3 separate regions of the Mus musculus genome follow, and regions 1 and 3 are each linked to region 2. A link is a contact called in public HiChIP or PLAC-seq and Micro-C data. All regions are on one chromosome and are shown on one strand. Each heading gives the region's core, a stretch centred on a gene start, on an enhancer-like site or on the middle of the called end of the contact. The rest is flanking DNA. Distances are from core to core; before and after follow the strand shown.

Region 1 (3,797 bases), core at 1,171-3,670, 130 kb after region 2:
AGAAAGGGTGAGCTTATTCAGCAGTAAATCTCAGAGGCTGAAAACATTCTAGGCCTAGATAAAATTATACGGAGGCTAGATGTTTCCAAGACAAGGCCTAGGTTAGCAGATGGACATAAGCCTCAGGACTACAATTGCATCAGGTGAATAAAAGATACTTTTATAAGAACTAACTTAAGAGAGGTGAGTTGCTACATGTTGTGCTTAAAGATAAGATACTAAACTGTGGTGGGTGTCACATGTAATTGCAATAATGGAGAAGATGAGACAGAAAGATGGAGGGTTAGAGACAAGCCTGAGGTCTAGACCAGTCTGGACAATAGAATAATGCCATGTGCCAACAACAATACTAATAATGCCAACAGCAACAACAATACCAATACAAACCACTGATATTTAAAAAGAAAAGCATTAAAATACATATTTATGACTTTTTAGATATCTCATATGAGCCCATGCAGGCCTCAAACTCTATATTAGATACAGAATGACCTTGAAATTGTAATACTTTTGCCTCCTGTTAGAATTACAGTTGTGTACTCCTGTGTCTGTTTCATGCAGTGTCACAGATGGAACCCAAGGCTTTGTGTGTAGTAGGCAAGTTCTACCAACTGAACCATATCCCTAGCCTAGCATCTTCCCTTTCATTTCTTATAAATCATCTATATTAAACGTTGATTTTGTGTGCATATGTGTATAGGCATATTCCATTATATGTTTTGTAAGACGGAGTCAAGTTGTAGTAATTCTGAATCATGCATACATAAATATTGGGAAGAGTGCTGAAATTTAAGGGATTAAAGCACGTGATCAAATAAGGCTAGAGTTACCAGTCTTGGGAATTTAACGTGACTTGGGCAACCTGCATCTTCATTTCATAGATGAGGCTTCTGAAACCTCACTGTAGACTGACCCTCCCAGTTGGAGAATACACAGGCTTAGTTAAAGGAATACACACTGGCTTTAAATCCCACTCAAGTGCTTTTAAGAACAGGAGACCAACACAAGGACAGGTAATTTTTCTGAAACAGAGGGATAACATGTAAAAAAAAATTGTCAGAATTTGTCTTGAAGCAAAGCAGATTTCTACTGGTGGGCACCAACAGCTTCCTTTCTTGAGAACTATGGCGACTGATCAATGTCTTCATCTGCCAGAAGCTGCCTGCGATGGCCCGGTTCTTCTTGGCCAGCCCTTCTTGGCCTGAATCTGCCTTCTTTTCCTGTGGAAATAAAATATACAAGCAGGAGAAAGGACATATTTGGTAATGTTACGCTCTTCAGCTTCCTCCTTGGGGCCGCCTCAGCTGCAAAATGTCAAGGGAAAAAATATCCCTCCAACTTGGAATGAATTCCAGACAGACCCTGATGCCTGCAAAGTTGTCAGAGGGAGCCAAGTGCGGGGAAGCCAAACATGAAGAAGGTTCACTATTCGACTTCAAGAGACGTTCAAATAATCAGACACTCTGGTATTTATGATTTCCCCCCTTTCAGATGGTCTGCAGCTCAAAAAGTTCCCCTCCCTTTCCCACTGATTCTAAGCTTCCTTTTACATGAAACCACAACGGTTATAAAAAGATCCTCCCATTACTTGGAAGCCGCAAGCACTCCAGGAGACTCTGTTCATACAGGCTCTTTAGGGCTGGAGAGCAGCCCCTCCTGATTAGTTTGGGGATGGCAGGCCAGGAAGTCAGACACACTTCACCTTGCTGATGCCACTGGGGTCCTCATCTGGCTCGTGTGTCTGTGCCAAAGTTTGCCGCTGCTCACAGCATTAACTGTGAAGATCTTTACTGAAAAGTACTTGATCCTTCCCACTGGCCTTCCGTTTCACAAGGAGGTGTGGGCTTACCATTGTACCAACCATCCCAGTTGGAGAATACACCTTCGGGGCTGTTCCCAAGGTTCAGTTTGGGGAGAACTTTCTCCTGGCACTCGCTGCCCTTTCTCTTTTCATCCATTGCCACATGCTGGCAGAAAAGAAAGGAAGCTGAATTTGTGATCCAAACTTTATTAAATAGCCGCATACACATTCCCTCCCATTCCTTGGTCTTCATTTCTAAACGCCACAGTGTTTGTTTGTCCTTGGTCACCCTACGTCCTTATTTGGGTTCTTCAAGAAGCTCAAAAGCGTCCAAGGATCCGTTTTAGCAACCGGTGGAAGTGTCCACATGAGGGATGGGATGTTCTGTCTTCTCCTGTGGTCTCCATGAATGAGGGTCTTTTTTCTCGTTTCCTGCAGTGCCCAGAGTCTCTCTGTGGGTTTTGCTCCTCAACAGTCTCCAGTTTGTGCTAGTTCCATGGTGATCAGGCGTTAGGTCATAAACATTAGATGTGGCATCACTGAGTGAGTCAGGGAGGTGGAAGCCGGCTGGAAAAGCAGCTGAGAGCCTCTGTTGACAGATGGATGCTTTCCTAATCACAGGCTGCAGGATAGGGGAACCTCGCCCTGCCCAGTTCTGACACTGATTCACAGACCTGGACAGACCGTTCTGCAGGAGGCTGGGAAAGCCCATCTCAGGGCTCAATGATTTTTCCCTTCCACACCTCTCACTGGATAGCTATGCCTCGAAGAAGAGGTCAAAGTGAACACAGAGAGAGGTCTTTCTCAGGAGTTTCTGAGTGCTTGCACTTTTTAAAATCTTGTCTGTTCTTTCTGAGACAAACATAAACCAAGTTTATGTCCCTAACCCTTGCTTATGGCATAATTATATGGAACACATTTTCTTATAACATAATTGCTGTTATAAAGTTGCTGTTTAATGTCTCTAAGAAGAGATTGCCTTTTGGAAGGAAGAGTGTCCTAGTAGATGATTTTATTGTAGCCACCTCAGCACATCTGCAAGAATTGGTTCTCAGACTCTTCATGAATCAAAAAAATGCATGGTACACTCATTCCTCATGGAATACTTGCATATAACTGGTGTGCATATACTTTTAATAATCTCTTGATCTCTCATAGTATCGATACAATATAAATACCATGTAAATAGGTGTTATCTGGTATATTTTAGGGAGTCGTGGAAAGAAAAAGGTGTCACACTTGTTCAGTATAGACAGATTCTTTTAAATTCCTCCACTTCAGGACTGGTGAACCCTCATGGACTCAGAGCTGTTGACTGTGGAAAGTCACCCTATATCAGTGCTCCTTGTTGCTATTAAGCACGAGGCACTACTGGAATATCAGGTGTTATAGGCACAATTACTCAGGCCCAGGTTTCGTTTTAGAAGAATTAACTTAGGATTTCTAAACTCAGAGAGCACACGTCATGAGTTGTGATAGGATGGGAGGGGACTAGCTCTAAGAGAAACAATGCCCTCTCTTGTGGCCACTATCAAGAAGTGCTCAGTTTTTCTGCCAGCGGGTCAGCCTTTATCTCACAGGCGTGCAAGACCTGAAAGAGAACATTCCACCGGGAGATCAGGTTCTATCACCTCACTGGAATGCAACGTAAAACCACAGACACTTCAGTCCAAGCACATTTACCATGGCTCAGCTTGATAGAAGATAGCGTTTGGATGATCTATCCAGCTTACACTGCCTCTAAGCTGAGGGTGGGATAAAGGAAAATAATTTAAAAACCCAATAGTGAAATTCAAGCAAGCTATCCAGGAAGAGCTTTTGACATCAGGAATAAACAGAAATTGTGAAAAGAATCTATTGAGAAAAGCTGTTGAGCTGGTCCCAGAAGCACTCACCTGAGTGGTCCAGATGTAGTCCTAAGACAGGGACAAAGCTCTATTTTCTTCAAGACTTGAAACTCTATAAGTTATCAAAAGAGTGAGTGTACACTACTCAC
Region 2 (4,036 bases), core at 1,288-3,787:
TGCATGTGCCTCTGTGGGTTGGCTAGATAAGACGTAGCCCATCATGGGTGGCACCGTTCTCTGTGTTTGGGTCCTGGGCATAGAAGATCATAGAGAGCTCATAGGTAAGCCAGAGATGTTAGGAAGGTTGAGAACCACTGTTACAGGGAGCCTCTCCATACATCCTTAGCTTTTTTTGTTTGTTATTTGGGACAGGGTTTCATTATGCAGCCCTTGCTGAAGTAGAACTCTATATAGATTAGATCAACCTTGAACCCAAAAGAGGTCTGTAACTTCTACCCCCCAAGTTCTGGGATTAAAGCCATAGTTCACACTTCTGGCAGGATGATTCTGACATTACAAGGAACCACTGCCTGTGGCGACCAGATAGATAATTGGTCAAAGCACTCAGGAAATTATACGTAGACAGTTTGGGGACTCTTGGATAACTCTAGTTGCCTTCAGTCCCTTTATGATCAGTGATGAGCAACCCGGCGTCAAGGCTTCCAGACCGAGGCATTAACTGCCTTTGCATCTGTTGTAGAGCACAGCACATTTGCAACCTAGCCTCTCTGTGACAACTAAGCTGGATTTGGAGACTTTTCCTTCTAACCCACCTCCAGCTCATGTTGGGTAAGGGCAAGGTAAACACCTTTTTATATTCTATCTTTTCATTATGATAAACCAATAACACAGGCACATGCACACACATGTGCACATATGCGCATGCATGCACACATACAAATTCATCTTTTGTATAATTTATGCTTCTCAGTGACTGGGCAGCTTTCTGTAGCCCTTAGGGTCTCGGAGATCCCAGGCTTGTATAATAACGATGATCTTCAGGCTTGTACTATTGGACCAAGAGAAGGAAATGTGACTCTGACCCAGATGTTCATTTTGGTGTTTACATTTCATTCCCTTGGGACTTGGATCTTAGCTTTGTCCAGCTTGTAAGAGCCTGCTTATTCTTCTATGGGTCTCTCTTCTCCTTTGTAAACCCCCAGAAACTTGTCTATTTGAATCAGAGAGTTGGCTAGTTTCTTCTGATGCCTCCGAATTATGGTGACCCTCCTTCCTCAGCCTTTGTCTAGGTGCCTTGCTGTTGTCGGCTCATTTGTTGTTCTTGTTTGCAGTTTTGCTCTGGGATGAGGCTAGATTAAATTGTATATAAAATCATATTACATTCCCTGGGTAATACATAGTGGAATGACAGCCTTGAAAGCTTAAACAATCAAAGCTGAGGAAGGGAAATGAGAGCAAGCCATCGGTTAGTTGATAGTATTGTTCTTACTATGGTGGTGCAATCCCTTTCTGTTCCTTCAGCCCTTCCCCTAACTCTTCCATTGAGGTCCCTGGGCTCAGCCCAATGGTGCTGTGAGTATCTGCATCTGTATTAGTTAGGTGCTGGCAGAGCCTCTAAGGGTACAGCCATACTAGGCTCCTGCCACGAAGCTCTTCTTGACATCAACAATAGTGTCTGAGTTTGGTGTCTGCAGATGGGATGAATCCCTAGGTAGAGTGGTCTCTGGGTGGCCTTTCCTTCAGTCTCTGCTCCATTTTTTGTCCCTTCATTCCCTTTAGACAGAAACAATTCTGGGTTAAAAATTTTGAGCTAGGTGGCTGGACTGAACCACCTAGAGATCCCAGGGAGAAAAACACCAGCCAAATTGCACGCATGGAGGGACCCATGGCTCCAGCTGCATATGTAGCAGAGGAGGGCCTTGTCTGGCATTAATGGGAAGGGAAACCCTTGGTCCTGTGGAGGTCTCTGCTTGTCTTGATCATTCTCCTGGCAGGGGGATGCTAGAAATGGTGAGGCAAGAGTAGGTGAGTGGGTGGAGGAGCACCTCATAGAGGCAAAACGGAGAGGAGATGGGATGGGGAGTTGTGGAGGGGAAACTAAGAAGGGGGATATCATTTGAAATGTAAAGGAATAAAATGATTAATAAATAAGAAAGAAAGAAAGAAAGAAAGAAAGAAAGGAAGGAAGGAAGGAAGTAAGGAAGGAAGGAAGGAAGGAAGCCGTCAGTGCCGTGCTTAACCCACCATTTCAGATCTCCCTTTTGTATCAATGGAGTGATTATTAATTTGTTCTTACTTATTGATACCTAACTTGGCAGAGAGCATGGTCCCCAAGGACCCTGATTATGAAGTGGGGTTATTCCTTTTGGGTCAAAGTGAGCGCCCTTATTGCTCTGCTCAGGGCTGCTGTTTCTGGTACAGGCTGAGGGGGTGCAGGGCTGGATTGGGGAATCCCTGTTTGTGTATTGTTGACAGCAGGGGCTGTGGCTGTCTCTCTTGCATCGTTTTGTGCTGTGTCTGCTCTGTAACAAGGTGGTTACTTCATAAACAAGGCCCTCGGAATGAGAGCAATCACTGTCTTGGATCTCCCTGCTGTCTTGATCATTCTTCTGGAATTTTGCTTATTAAGTTGTTGACTTGAATAACTGGATACTGTATTCTGGCTTGCTATAAATGTTCCTGTATTAGATTAAATGTGACCAGTCTCAGTTTCTGCTCTTTCTCTGTAACCAGAAAAGAGCCTCATTATTCACCACGTTCTTTACTCTCCAGTACTGCAGCTCAGATCAGAACAGGGGTCTTTTTTCTCTCATTCCAAGACTGCAGAGAGCAGCGCCAAGGAGAAACTGTTTACGGATGACTGAGTGATTGGGTCAAGCATAAGGAAGTTGATGGTATTTGAGTTTTTAACTTTATGTCAAAAACAAAAAGCAATAAGAAAAACAAACTCCCTCAGGTTAAACTTAATGGGTTGTCTGTTCTTTTTAAAGAAAGTGTTTGAAATGCCTACAAATCAGTATAGTTCTCCACAGACATTTTCATTTCTCTGTGGTCTCCAGGATAAAGAGTAACTTCTGTCTATAATGAATGTGTGTGAGAGAGTGTACGGTGTGTGTGTGTTTGCATGTCAATATCTGTGTGTGGGTGTGTGATATGTATATGTTTGTGTGTATATGTGTGTGGTATGTGTGTGAGTGTATGATATGCATGTGCGCATATGTGTGTATGGTGTATGTGTGTGTATGGTATGCCTTGTGTGTGTATGTGTTTGTGAGTGTGTATGTATGTGTGTGTGTGGTGTGTTTGTATGTGAGAGGGTATGTGTCTATCTGGTTTGTGTATATTTTGTGTATGTGTGTGTGGTATGTGTGTATGTAGGTATATGTGTGTCTGAGTGTGTATATGTGTGTCTGAATGTGCCTGTGTATATATGTGTTTCTGTGTGTGGTGTGTATGTGTATGTGTGTGCCTGCTTGCAAGTGTGTTTCCTGCCTGCATGGCTTGCCTTACAAAACATTTTGCTTTTCTAGTTCCCATTATTATGTGAGTATGCGAAGGATAATTTATTTCATATTATTTAAAACCTTCTGAATATTATTAGCATGAGAGGAAACCATGAAAATTATGGGTTCCTGCCTCAGTATTTTAACAAATATTTACTGAGAGCCAACAAAAACAATATTTACCGCATGACTGGAAAACAAAAGTCCACAGTCCTTCCCTCCCTGGAATTTATTGTTTATGGTCTGTATTGTTTATATCAGTGAGCTCTGCAAGTGTCAACTACAGCTTGTGTGGGGCTGAGAAGGCGAGTGAGCAATAGAATAAGAATTAGGGGAGTGGATCAGGTTGGGGAGTGGGGTGTGGGGGTTGGAGATGCTCCTCCTGTATAACCAAGCAGCCAAGGTTAAGTGTGGCTGTTACCTGGTGAAAGGGACCATTGCAGGGGACATGAAGCAGTGTGGTTCAGCCCAGTTGCATGAGTGTTTATAGAATGCCTACCATACACCAGGCACTGTGCCTGGGACTCTGGAAATAAAGATGAAACAACGCATAGTTTGCCTCTGGGAAATAACTCATTCTAAGGGGCTCATTGTTGTATAATTGATGAATTTGGAGAACCCTCTATGTACTTATTTGGCTCTTCATGAACTTATTTCTCTTCTGAGTAATTTGACTCCTGTCCAAGAATTACCTCAGTAGGCAAATCTTCATCAAAAGGCCCAGCAGCTTTTTTTCTCTGTATGTTCAA
Region 3 (3,904 bases), core at 868-3,367, 80 kb after region 2:
CCAAGGAAGTCAGGACTGGAACTCAAGCAGGTCAGAAAGCCGGAGCTGATGCAGAGGCCACGGAGGGATGTTCTTTACTGGCTTGCTTCCCCTGGCCTGCTCAGCCTGCTCTCTTATAGAACCCAAGACTACCAGCCCAGAGATGGTTCCACCCACAAGGAGCCTTTCCCCTTTGATCACTAATTGAGAAAATGCCTTACAGTTGGATCTCATGGAGGCATTTCCTCAACTGAAGCTCCTTTCTCTGTGATAACTCCAGCTGTGTCAAGTTGACACAAAACTAGCCAGTACAGTAGTCAAACAAACAAAAGATAACCTAATGGTTAATGGCTCACGTGGATTCTGTGTAGACTTCTAACAACACTCTAATGGGTGCAGGAATAAAAGCTCACTGCTCAGCATGGGCAGCGTGCTTCCTTTCTGTGGTCCTCATTCTCTTATCCAGTCTTCCTAGATGCTTTCTTTTCCTTAGGCCACAGCAAGCCATGCTGCATAGGAACCATCACTGACTGGCTTCAAAAATGGCTCTCTCTACCTCTCAATTCTGTATTCCCTTTAATATTATTTAAAGCACACTATTTAGCCCTGTCTTGGTTGTGTGTGCCTTGCATGCCCTTTAAAAAATACCTGCTTTCCCAACATGTTAAGTTTTTTATCATACTCTCGTGTATTTCTGAGTTTTATTGTATGCTTCTATAGTAGCTTAGCTATATATGTACTACACACATCTAAATCAATCGACTTATAAATGCTGAGGGAGCAGGTTTGACCCCTGATCTGTGTTAGAGCTTCCCTAGAAGTTCTGGCTCACAGAATAAGGAATAGGCTAGCAGCTCCATTGACTTGCATGCTTCGTACTCTATTTCTAAGCTCAGTACCAGAGGCGCAGCACGTGCTTGAATAATGTCAACTACTATTATTCATTCAATGACAGGATATATTATATTCTATAGCATATTATGGGCATTATTAAATTACTGTCTGCCTTTAAAAAATTATGGTGGGCTAGGAGTGAAGAAGGTTAGAGAAACGTATTATTAATAATGATGCCCTCTTCTGCATCACTGATGAACATATTTCCATTGGTTGTAAAGAGGACCCTCTACAGCAACTGTTATCTATCCTGTTGAGTGCAGAAGTGTTCCACACCATACCGAAAAGGCTCACTGCATTGATAGAAGCTTTGAGATAATTCTGCTCAAGGCCTTTGGAAAACTGCCAGAGCCTTCTGAGGTCATTGCAGGCCTCTTGTCTTCCTCTGCTATGCACCGAGGCAGGAAATGTTTTCTCCGTCTGAAGGGAGCAGCGTGAGGGGCCTGTGAGGAATGCACACAGGGCAACATGCTATCTGCTCTCTCCAGCTGTTTACCATGATCTTTTTCATTTTTCATGGGGACATCTAGTTCTTTTGGATGCTAACTCCGGTTTTACACATAAGACAAAACAAATACTTCCCGTTGGCCTTCAGAGGGCAACTTCACTGAAGGCTTAGCTTTTATGTCCTTCAGAAGAGGAAGAAACAAGATTTGAAGGAGTACTTCCACTTCTCAGACTATCCCATAATCAGCTGATAACGCTATAAAAACAAAAACAAAAGCAAAACAATTTCAAAAAATGTTATTTTTAAATCTTGAAAACAGTGAAGTCAATCAGCATAACGTTCTCATCTTGCATTGCTTTTTATTTTATGAACACGAGTGGTCTCTGCCCCTAACCAAGGTCATTTGAGAACAATAGTACCTTAGTCATTGACATTTTTGAGGTCCTGTTTTGAAGGGTTTGTTCTGAGCGGCTGTAGTCTGACCTGAGTCACTGTGCTGTGTGCCAGGGAGGCTAAAGACCTGGCCAGTTTCCAGAGGGGCTGCTATTGTAGCAAATCTCCAGGTTAAACATGCAGCTAGCACTGGGCATGCAGGGCTTTTTCTGGGATTTACTCCCTGAACAGAGACAGGTTTTAACCTTTAAACGATCAAGGGCTTAGGTTAAATTTGGGCAGAATTTGTCTGTGACCACCCTGGAGAAAGGAATGAAGATTTAAAGGGAAGGCGGCGATGTAGGCTCAGGTCAAAGTCTCCTTTCCCTAGACATTGTGTGAATCATCTAAGATGCTTGAGTCCTTTGGCGCTTAGGTTTCTTGTGTATTAAATGTAATAACTGTGTTGTTAGGAGGATGAAAAGAACTGAGATATATTATGTGGTCTGCTCTAGATGGCCTATTTCCTTTCTCACCTCCTTTGTTTGAAAATTTATCAATAAATCCTCTAGCTAAACCACAGACAGACTTCCCCCTATCTGAAAGAAATGCATGTCATTGATATTTTTGATACTTTTTTTTTTTTAAGAAATAGCAGCAAGAACTGTACTACACGCTGATCAGAAAATAGTTCTTTTCTGCTATCCTGGTGTTACAGGGAACACTCCTGTAGAGAGACAAGCAGAAAACACATTTGAGGAAGGTAGAGCCAAGAGTTTATAGTTTTGTCATCAGCCAGGCTGGGTGACAGTAGGTTTAGTTACCACAGGCTTATTGAGAGCAATTTTTCATGTTCTAAATCACATTTCTAAGCAATGGTAATTTCTTATTGCTCGGTGTCTGATCTGGTGGGGATCAGATATAGACCTTCCTGGAGGCAGAGTAATTTTTCGTAACTCTTTTTTTTTTTTTTTTTTTTTGAGACAGGGTTTCTCTGTATAGCCCTACCTGTCCTGGAACTCACTTTGTAGACCAGGCTGGCCTCGAACTCAGAAATCCGCCTGCCTCTGCCTCCCGAGTGCTGGGATTAAAGGTGTGAGCTACCATGCCCGGCTCATTTTTCGTAACTCTTGAGTGGTGCACTTTGTAAAACTATGACTGTGCTGTGTAAAACTATGGATGTTAAGATTAAGGGACAAAAACAAATGGAGGTTTGTGGGGAAAGCAAGAGCACAGTGTATGTTGGTTATTTAAACAGGCAGTTCATGGAAGATCTCAAAGTGACCACTTGAAAGCAAGATCAAATATTAGTTATAAAAAAAACCTGTTCCAATGGTAATCAATTATTTTCCTGACTGTTCATAACTATCCTGCAATCTGTTGGAAATGAATTCCCCATGAGTTCTGCATTTTACAAACAGATCTTAACATTTCCAGAACTTACTGATTTGGGATATAAGTGTTTTCTGCACCCACTTGACCGTTTCTCTAAGTGTTAAGACATCTTTGGAAGCCATTCTGTCTGCTTCCAGTTTTCCTCTCACGCCCCAAGAAGGCAGAGCTTCCACAGGTCTCCCTGTACAGGCCATGCTCCTGTTCTGAGACAGGCATGAGTCACAGCTATGACATTTATCCCCTTTCCTTTAAAGTGACTAAAGTATACAAACTCTAGGTCAGACCATTGCAGTTGTGATTGCCACACATGCATAGAACCATGTGGTTTTCTAACTGTAACTTAAAGGCTACATAGGGCAAATTAAGTCTTGGAAGTAGCCATGCTATGCTACCATGAGGGAATGGAACACAGCCTCATGATTGAGGAATACCAAGACGTTACTTTATTGAAAGAGCAATAATGCTATGGGGGATGGAATGGTTCAGAAAAAAGCAGGGACCAGGAAGAAGATACATGGAAACTGTAGAGACTACACAAGAGGTCCCCAAGGGAAGACTCTTGCTGTAGTTAGAGGATAGCAAAGAGTTGAATTCATAAAGGAGATACATAAAAACAATGGTGGAAGTCACTATCATCACCATTTCTGGTTGCAGTTTCTAACTACAACTGATCATATTAAAAAAAAAAAAAAGAAAAGAAAACCTAATCTTAATGCCGCAGTGATTTTAGTTGGAAAAGACAAGACAGAAACTCATTAACTATTGTGACAGGCGCTGTAGGCTTTCTTATAAATCCCATCAATGTGAATCTTCACA

The links. A called contact is a pair of places that touch in the nucleus more often than the background predicts. HiChIP or PLAC-seq counts read pairs in DNA pulled down with a chosen protein or histone mark.
Region 1: a contact with region 2 is called in a Micro-C map of palatal mesenchyme, with 1.7 times the contacts expected there. The contact joins two enhancer-like sites. A contact is called at or near these places in 12 of 484 Hi-C or Micro-C datasets (the C2C12 cell line, MC3T3-E1-derived osteoblasts, adipose-derived mesenchymal stem cells and 8 more) and 8 of 115 datasets of contacts at active chromatin or transcription factors (cardiomyocytes, embryonic fibroblasts, embryonic stem cells and 4 more).
Region 3: an H3K27ac HiChIP or PLAC-seq map of embryonic fibroblasts shows a contact between it and region 2, with 22 read pairs. The contact joins two enhancer-like sites. A contact is called at or near these places in 1 of 39 promoter capture datasets (3T3-L1-derived adipocytes), 1 of 15 datasets of contacts at CTCF or cohesin (the NIH/3T3 cell line), 16 of 484 Hi-C or Micro-C datasets (the C2C12 cell line, Sertoli cells, cortical neurons and 8 more) and 3 of 115 datasets of contacts at active chromatin or transcription factors (embryonic fibroblasts and embryonic stem cells).

What each region holds. Positions count from the first base shown.
Region 1 is chr10:24,445,929-24,449,725 of GRCm38.p6, reverse strand. The region is part of intron 3 of Gm15270 (predicted gene 15270); the gene reads left to right. Among named protein-coding and RNA genes, the nearest start is that of Gm40615, 13 kb to the left of the region's middle. Within about 2 kb of position 2,420, at least 86 of the 459 cell types and tissues checked have an H3K27ac peak or open chromatin away from gene starts, as enhancers often do. A contact at or near this core is called in fibro-adipogenic progenitors, palatal mesenchyme and uterus, where this site is marked.
Region 2 is chr10:24,572,217-24,576,252 of GRCm38.p6, reverse strand. All of the region lies in intron 3 of Gm15270 (predicted gene 15270), which reads left to right. Among named protein-coding and RNA genes, the nearest start is that of Gm36089, 21 kb to the right of the region's middle. Within about 2 kb of position 2,537, at least 23 of the 459 cell types and tissues checked have an H3K27ac peak or open chromatin away from gene starts, as enhancers often do. A contact at or near this core is called in embryonic fibroblasts, fibro-adipogenic progenitors, palatal mesenchyme and 1 more, where this site is marked.
Region 3 is chr10:24,491,499-24,495,402 of GRCm38.p6, reverse strand. The region is part of intron 3 of Gm15270 (predicted gene 15270); the gene reads left to right. Among named protein-coding and RNA genes, the nearest start is that of Gm40615, 33 kb to the right of the region's middle. Within about 2 kb of position 2,117, at least 82 of the 459 cell types and tissues checked have an H3K27ac peak or open chromatin away from gene starts, as enhancers often do. A contact at or near this core is called in embryonic fibroblasts and uterus, where this site is marked.